Regions from separate parts of the Oryctolagus cuniculus genome. Here region 2 is linked to region 1. The links are chromatin contacts, called in public Micro-C maps. All regions are on one chromosome and are shown on one strand. Each heading gives the region's core, a stretch centred on a gene start, on an enhancer-like site or on the middle of the called end of the contact. The rest is flanking DNA. Distances are from core to core; before and after follow the strand shown. Region 1 overlaps THADA (THADA armadillo repeat containing). Region 2 holds the start of ZFP36L2 (ZFP36 ring finger protein like 2).

The links. Hi-C and Micro-C count contacts between places; a contact is called where the count stands out from the background.
Region 2: a Micro-C map of ear pinna shows a contact between it and region 1, with 7 times the contacts expected there. The contact joins the promoter of ZFP36L2 here to the enhancer-like site in region 1. A contact is called at or near these places in 4 of 6 Hi-C or Micro-C datasets (ear pinna, psoas muscle, skin fibroblasts and 1 more).

Annotation. Positions count from the first base shown.
Region 1 is chr2:159,182,933-159,186,335 of mOryCun1.1, forward strand. It overlaps THADA (THADA armadillo repeat containing), which reads left to right. Exons shown (of 38, transcript XM_051842959.2): 21 at 1,865-2,022. Among named protein-coding and RNA genes, the nearest start is that of THADA, 58 kb to the left of the region's middle. Within about 2 kb of position 1,464, at least 1 of the 8 cell types and tissues checked has an H3K27ac peak or open chromatin away from gene starts, as enhancers often do. A contact at or near this core is called in ear pinna, where this site is marked.
Region 2 is chr2:159,502,546-159,506,120 of mOryCun1.1, forward strand. ZFP36L2 (ZFP36 ring finger protein like 2) reads left to right here and starts at 2,085. Exons shown (of 2, transcript XM_008254731.4): 1 at 2,085-2,420; 2 at 2,939-3,575. The coding sequence starts at 2,370.

The sequences.
Region 1 (3,403 bases), core at 214-2,713:
TTATTACTCAGCAAAATGTGACCTGCCTGGTTGTACCATGCTTCTAGATTTTGCATTCTTACAGCTTGTTTTGGCATTATTTTTGAGTTTCTGCAGTGCTGTAAAAAGTCAGCAGTCATTTAAGGTAATTTATTACATGTTCTACATTCTCCACTAGATGGGGATATTGCTTTATAAAAAGTTCTTGTGATTTTTTAATTATACAAAGTAGCATAGATATATGCTTAATGTAATAGCTTCAAAAAACACAGAGATAAATATACAGTTCTTTTTCATTTCCTCCCCAATCCCATTTCTTTTCTCTCTTTTTTGAGATTGATTTATTTATTTGAAAGAGTTAGAGAGAGAGATACAGGATTACACTATAAATGTCATTTGTTAACTTGCCTTTTTAACTTAGTTTGAAAAAATTTAGCAGTTTGTCTTTTTTTTTTTTTTTAACAGTCAGATTTAGACAGTGTGAGAGAGAGAGACAGAGAAAGAGGTCTTCCATCTGCTGGTTCACTCCCCAGGTGGCCAGAACGGCTAGAGCTGAGCAGATCTGAAGCCAGGAGCTAGGAGCTTCCTCAGGGTCTCCCATGCGGGTGCAGGGTCCCAGGCACTTGGGCCATCTTCCACTGCTTTCCCAGGCCATGGCAGAGAGCTGGATCAGAAGAGGAGCAGCTGGGACCAGAACTGGTGCCCATATGGGATGCCGGCGCTTCAGGCCAAGGCTTTAACCACAGTGCCGCTCCCTCTCCCCCTTTTTAAACATGAATACTAAAATACTCTTAATACTAGAATAAGAGAGTACATAGGGGTAATTATAGTTTATTGACAAGGGGTTTTAATTTTGTTTTGAAAGAAAATTATTGTTTTCTTTGATCTTAAAATTTCTATCCTGAGAGTGGTTGTTTAGTTCATAGTTAAGGCACCTACCTCTCACACTTGGGGAACCTGAGTTTGACAAGCAGCTCTAGTTTTTGACTCCAGCATTCTGCTGATGAAACCATGGGAGCAGAGATGATGGCTCAAGTAAATGGATTCCTGCTTCCCATGTGGGAAACCTGGATTAAGTTCCTGGCCTGTGGATTCAACCCTTGCTATTGCAGACATTTGGAGAATGATCTAGCACACGGGTACTCTCTCCCTCTTTGCCTTTCAATTAAATGAATAAAACCAAAAACGAAGTGTTAAGAAAGGAGTCATTAAAAAAAAGTTCTGCACCTTTACTGCTATAGTAGTTATCCTCAGCAAAATAAATTAGAAAAATTTTTATTATAGTCATCCATGTAATACTTTGTGAGTGATAGAAAGGCAAAGAGAGTTTATTTTATTAATTTCCAAAAATTACAGAGAGGCAGAGGCAGATAGCAGGGTCTTCCATTTGCTGGCTTACTCCCCAGATGGTGGCAATGGCTGGAGCCACCCTGATCTGAAGCCAGGAGCTTCCTCTGGGTCTTCCACACAGGTGTGGGAGCCCAAGGACTTGGGCCACCTTCCACTGCCTTCGCAAGCCACAGCAGAGAGCCGGATTGGAAGTGGAGCAGCCAGGACTCAAACAGGCGCCCATATGGGATGCTGGCACTGCAGACTACACCACAGTGCCAACCCCTAGATAAAGGTTTTAAAACAATATTGTATTTTATTTTTAAATTTATTTTTAAATAATTAAAAAGATAGTGTGATTCCTCCTCTTAGCCTGTACTCATCAATTGTTGCCTTATTTCTCCTGAATAAATTTAACATGTGACAATCTGTTTGTTCAAGCAGGTTATTCTTGGGGAAATTATGAATAAGCTTGTTCTAAGAAAACTGGGGTGAGTAATCAAGAGTGTCTAGTGTTGCAATAGGTTATTATTATTATTATTATTATTATTTTAAGGTAAAGAAGTAAAAACATGTGATGTAACTGCTCAGATGGTCCTGGTATGTTGTTGGAGAAGTATGAAGGAAGTTGCTTTACTTTTAGGCACTCTGTGCCAATTTCTGCCCATACAGTCTGCGCCAGAATCTTCTGATGGATTATTAACAGTGGAGCAGGTAAGGTAGATGTTTGCTCAGCTACACAAAATTTCTGGTCAAAGCATGAATCATAACCTTTTATTTATAATGCATCTTTATAAATAAAGAGTTTGAATTTTTCTTGAATAGAATCTTGCAGAGATCTTAGATTTCTAGATTATAGATGTTACAGATACCAGTTGAAGAAAGTTCATGATAATTTATTATACTAGACTTTGTAATACATTTTAAAACTATGGTATTTTAAGAAACATTTTTATTTAAGTAACTGTAGATTTTACCTTAAACTGCAGTACTATCATTTAAATTTTTATTTCTCCATTTAACATATATTTTAACTTAAATTTTAGCTGAAATTTTCTATGTAGTAAAACTCCACAAATCACTTACATTTTGCAAAGGAGTAACAAGTAACATACTGGTTGATTATGGATCTCATGTTTCCCACTATATTGATGATAAAGTTGTAGTCACTTTGGTGTTTTTGGCTGACTTTTATTTTAAGACCACAAAGTTGGTTCACCATCTGGGACTGTTCAACTGACTTGAGTGCAGTGTTTACAAGAAATTAGCTTACCACAAGCATTTCATTTGGAAATATTTTAGATTTATTAGATTTCTGTTTTTAATTGATTCCCTCTTCCTTTCCATATGGTTTCAACAAATCCATTTCCCACAGTTTTCCAGCAAAAGATATGTAACATGTACTTTCGTTTTTAACCTTTTTCAAATAAAGATAATTTTTTCCCTAGGGTGTTAGAACATTCAAGAACAAAACAAATATTGTAGTATGCTAATACTGATTACTTCTATAATAACCACATGACTGGTTGCATGGAAATAATGCTAATATTTTTATTCTCACACTCTGTGGCTCATGTGCTTCCATCTGGTTAGCAGCTGGGCTTGTGATGTTGCAAGAGCCTGAGATGGAGAAAGGCACAGGCAGCAGTGCACTGTGGGCATCATTGTGTTCTTTTCCAAATCTGATAGGCATTAGTGGCCAGAGCGTTGCTCAGAGTCATTGCTGGTGACTGGCCGGAGTGCTGGTGCCAGCATCTTTGCCAAGGAGTCCAGCCGTGATCAGTGATTGCTTACTGATGGTCGCCATCTTGCTACGAAGTAAACATGTGCTCGTGCCCCTGGACTTCTCACCTTCTCTCCCCAAGGACAAATTAAAATCTCTTGATTTTTGGGTTTGCTGGGTAGTGTTTAAAAACAAATTAAGGGAAACATGTTTTACTTTTACTGTAACCGAGAAAGACTTGAGAGCTTTATCTGAAAATCATTTTGCTTTGACATCTTTTACGTAGTCCCCAAATCTTATGAATTTATGTGGAGTAGCTGTGTTAAAATTAGAAATCAGTGTCAGATCAAAGGTGCATTTGTAAAAATACAA
Region 2 (3,575 bases), core at 835-3,334, 320 kb after region 1:
ATCCTGCCACCACGTCTGCAGAGTGGGTGTTCTCGCTGCTGCGGCCTGGGAATTACCCCCGATTTTGATCTCTGCTGGCTGCAGCCAGCCTCGAAGGCAGGAGGAACAGATGTTCCCACTGGTTTTGTATCTGAAATCTTGTTGCTCCCCTAACGGCAGTGGTTAGGGGAAAGGCTGTTTTACACTTTGCTGATGCATTCCCCAGGAGAAACAGAAGGCGGACAGGCTCTGGAGGCCACCAGACAAAGCTCAAAACAGGGCCAGCCCTCGCCCAGCCACGTGGGGCAGCTCTCACCTCTCCCACGTCTCTGCCTGCCCCTGGCTCCAAACTCTAGGGGCCAGGACTTGGGTGCTCGCCCCGCTCCCCAGCTCCGCCACACTCACTATTCTGAGGACCCCCACCCACAGGGCCTGGCTTCCTCTTTATGCTTTGTCACTTTCATGCATAAGATGGCTTGTACTTGTTTTATCTTTTAGACACCTTCGCAGATACCTCATTTGCACCTTGACAAAAGGTGAGAGGTGAGAAAAGCATGCATTTTATCTTGAGTTTTACAAGCAAGGAAACCCAAGCACCAACTCGCCATGTGATTCGCTCAAGACCACATGCCGGGGGGTGGGGGGGCTAAACTCCAGCCCTACCCTGGACTCTAGCTCCCTGGGCAGGGAGGGGAGCAGAGCATGGGGAAGGCACACAGGGCCCTGAGCGACCCGCCTAGCTCGTTTTGTTCCAGGTTAACTGACACAATGATCACCAAAAGGAACGAACTTAGTGCGGACACAGCAAGTGGGGAGATCCACTCGGGGAGGGGTGGGGGCCAGGTAAACTTCCTTCCCTGAGCGCCCTGGACCTTCCAGCTAAGCGCGGCTGGGGTGCAGGCTGCCAGGTGGACGACAGCGCGGGCCTGGCCCCAGCTTTTTGGCAGCCAGTGCAGACTGAGCGAGAAGGTGCTTTCAGTGGCTTTCGCCTCTCGGCGCTGCGGGCGGGTGTCTGCCCCGTACCCAAACAGGGACGGCGCACCCTTCGGCAAACCGCATTTCTCAGTGCAAACTGTTGGGGCGTGGAGCTGAAGAGCGAAGGGGGTGCCCCACCGGGGCCGCAGGTCTGGCTCGGCCGGGGATGGGAAGTGGCCTGGAGCGCGCGACAGGCCCAGACTGCGCTGGGCGCGGACCCTCGGCGGCCGCGGCACCCCCAACGCCCCGGGAGGCCGGCGGGAAGCTACCTCCGCGCCTGCACGGCTCACCCAGCTTCTCCCCGCGTCCTCCGAGTCCGCTCCCCCGCCCGGGACGCCCCGCGCCACTCCACGCCTTTGGCCCCGGCTCAAGGTCTTGTGATGTGATTAGCAAAGCCAGCGCCTTGTCCTCAGACACTCAGCCCTGCCCGGCAGGCCCCGGCGCTCCAGCCCTGTTTACTGAGCCTGGGCGGGGAGAGGGGCGGAGAAACCAGCTCGGGAGCCTCCGGGCAAGACGGCGGCCGGCCGCCCGCGTGGCCGCTGCCGCCCCCACCCCCAACGCGTCGCTCCACGTGCAGCCCGGCCGGAGCCCCCGCCCTCCGTCCTGAGCACCCTTTGCAAACCAGACGGGCCTCGCGGACGGTTGGCAAGATTCGCGCATTTTGCAATTCCCGCGCCCAACACAAAACCCAGAGTAGCAGATAATAACTTGGCAAATCCGCCTCGCAGGAGCGGGCGGGGACAGACCCGTCCAGGACTGCAGAGCCCTGATCACGTTACACGTGCTGGGGCTTTCCACCACGGCAGCCCCAGCAGAGGGCGAGAGCCGCGTCCGCCGGCCGCCACCCACCCAGCAGCACCCAGCCCGGCCGAGCTCTCCGTGCCGCCCCGGGCGCCCCGGCGGCCGGCCCCGCCCCGAAGTCTCCCCGCTCCCTCCCCCCTCCGGAGGAAAAAAATTGGCGGCGGCCAATGGGAAGCCGGGAAGGCGCCTGACGTCCGCGAGCCGGCGGGCGGCGTTGCCTGGAGACCCCGGCGGGGTCAGCGCGGTGTCCCCGCCCCCCGCGCGCCCGCCCCGCCGCGGCCGGGCGCGCGGGCTCTATATAGGGCGCGCGCTCGCGGGCCGCCGAGTTCCAGCAGTCCGCGAGCTGCCGTCGGCTCCGCGCGGGGGGCGGGCCGGCACCCCGGGGCGCGGAGGAGCGCGCTCTGCTTCCCTCTCCTCTTCCCCCCCGCCCCGCTCCGCACTCCAGGGCAGCCCCTGCCCGGTCCGCGCCGCTTCTCCGCTCGCCCCGCGGCAAACTTTCGGCCCCTGCCCGCCCCTCGCCCGTTATTCGTCGTGGCTCGAGGCCGGCCGCGCCGCCCCGAGGGCTCCTCCCGACCTCCCCGCCTGCGGCTCCGACCATTACGGGACCCAGAAACATGTCGACCACACTTCTGTCCGCCTTCTACGACATCGACTTCTTGTGCAAGGTACGCGGGGCAGCAGGGAGGGAGAGGCGGGCGCGCGGGCCAGCGGAGGCCCCGGGCCGTCTCGGACGTGGCGCGTCTGCCGCCCCCGCGTCGGGGCGACCCCTCCGCGCCGTGACTTTCCCGGCGGGGAAGAGTCCCGCCGCTTGCAGCCGGGTGTGCTCGAGCCTTGTGGGCGGGGAGGAGCCGGCGGCGGCCACGCTGCCCGGGGCTTCCCGGACGGTGTTTGCGCCGCCCACCCGGCGGCCCGCGGGCTGCAGATCACATGTCGGAGCCCAGCGCGGCCAGGCTGGGCGGCCTCCGCCCTCGCCGGCCTTGCTCGCAAACTTGCTGCTCTTTTGCGCGTGTGTACGGGTGGAGGAGGGCGGAGGCCGAGGCGAAGCCTGCAAAAAAAAAAAAAAAAAAAAAATGGGGCGAAAAGGAGCTGGGAAAGAAGAAGCCAGAGGTTGGGGCTGACTGTGCAGCTAGCCTCCCCGTCCGTCTTTTCATCCCTTCCCCGCTCGCTCTCCCCTCCCCGGCAGACGGAGAAATCCCTGGCCAACCTCAATCTGAACAACATGCTGGACAAGAAGGCGGTGGGGACGCCCGTGGCCGCCGCCCCCACCTCGGGCTTCGCGCCGGGCTTCCTCCGACGGCACTCGGCCAGCAACCTGCACGCCCTGGCGCACCCCGCGCCGAGTCCCGGCAGCTGCTCGCCCAAGTTCCCGGGCGCCGCTAACGGCGGCAGCGCGGCGGCCGGTGGCCCGGCCTCCTATGGCACCCTCAAGGAGCCGTCGGGGGGCGGCGGCGGCGGCACGGCCCTGCTCAACAAGGAGAACAAATTCCGGGACCGCTCGTTCAGCGAGAACGGCGAGCGCAGCCAGCACCTCCTGCACCTGCAGCAGCAGCAGCAGCAGCAGCAACAACAGAAGGGAGCCGGCGGCTCCCAGATCAACTCGACCCGCTACAAGACCGAGCTGTGCCGGCCCTTCGAGGAGAGCGGCACGTGCAAGTACGGCGAGAAGTGCCAGTTCGCGCACGGCTTCCACGAGCTGCGCAGCCTGACGCGGCACCCCAAGTACAAGACGGAGCTGTGCCGCACCTTCCACACCATCGGCTTCTGCCCCTACGGGCCGCGCTGCCACTTCATCCACAATGCCGACGAGCGGCGGCCCGCGC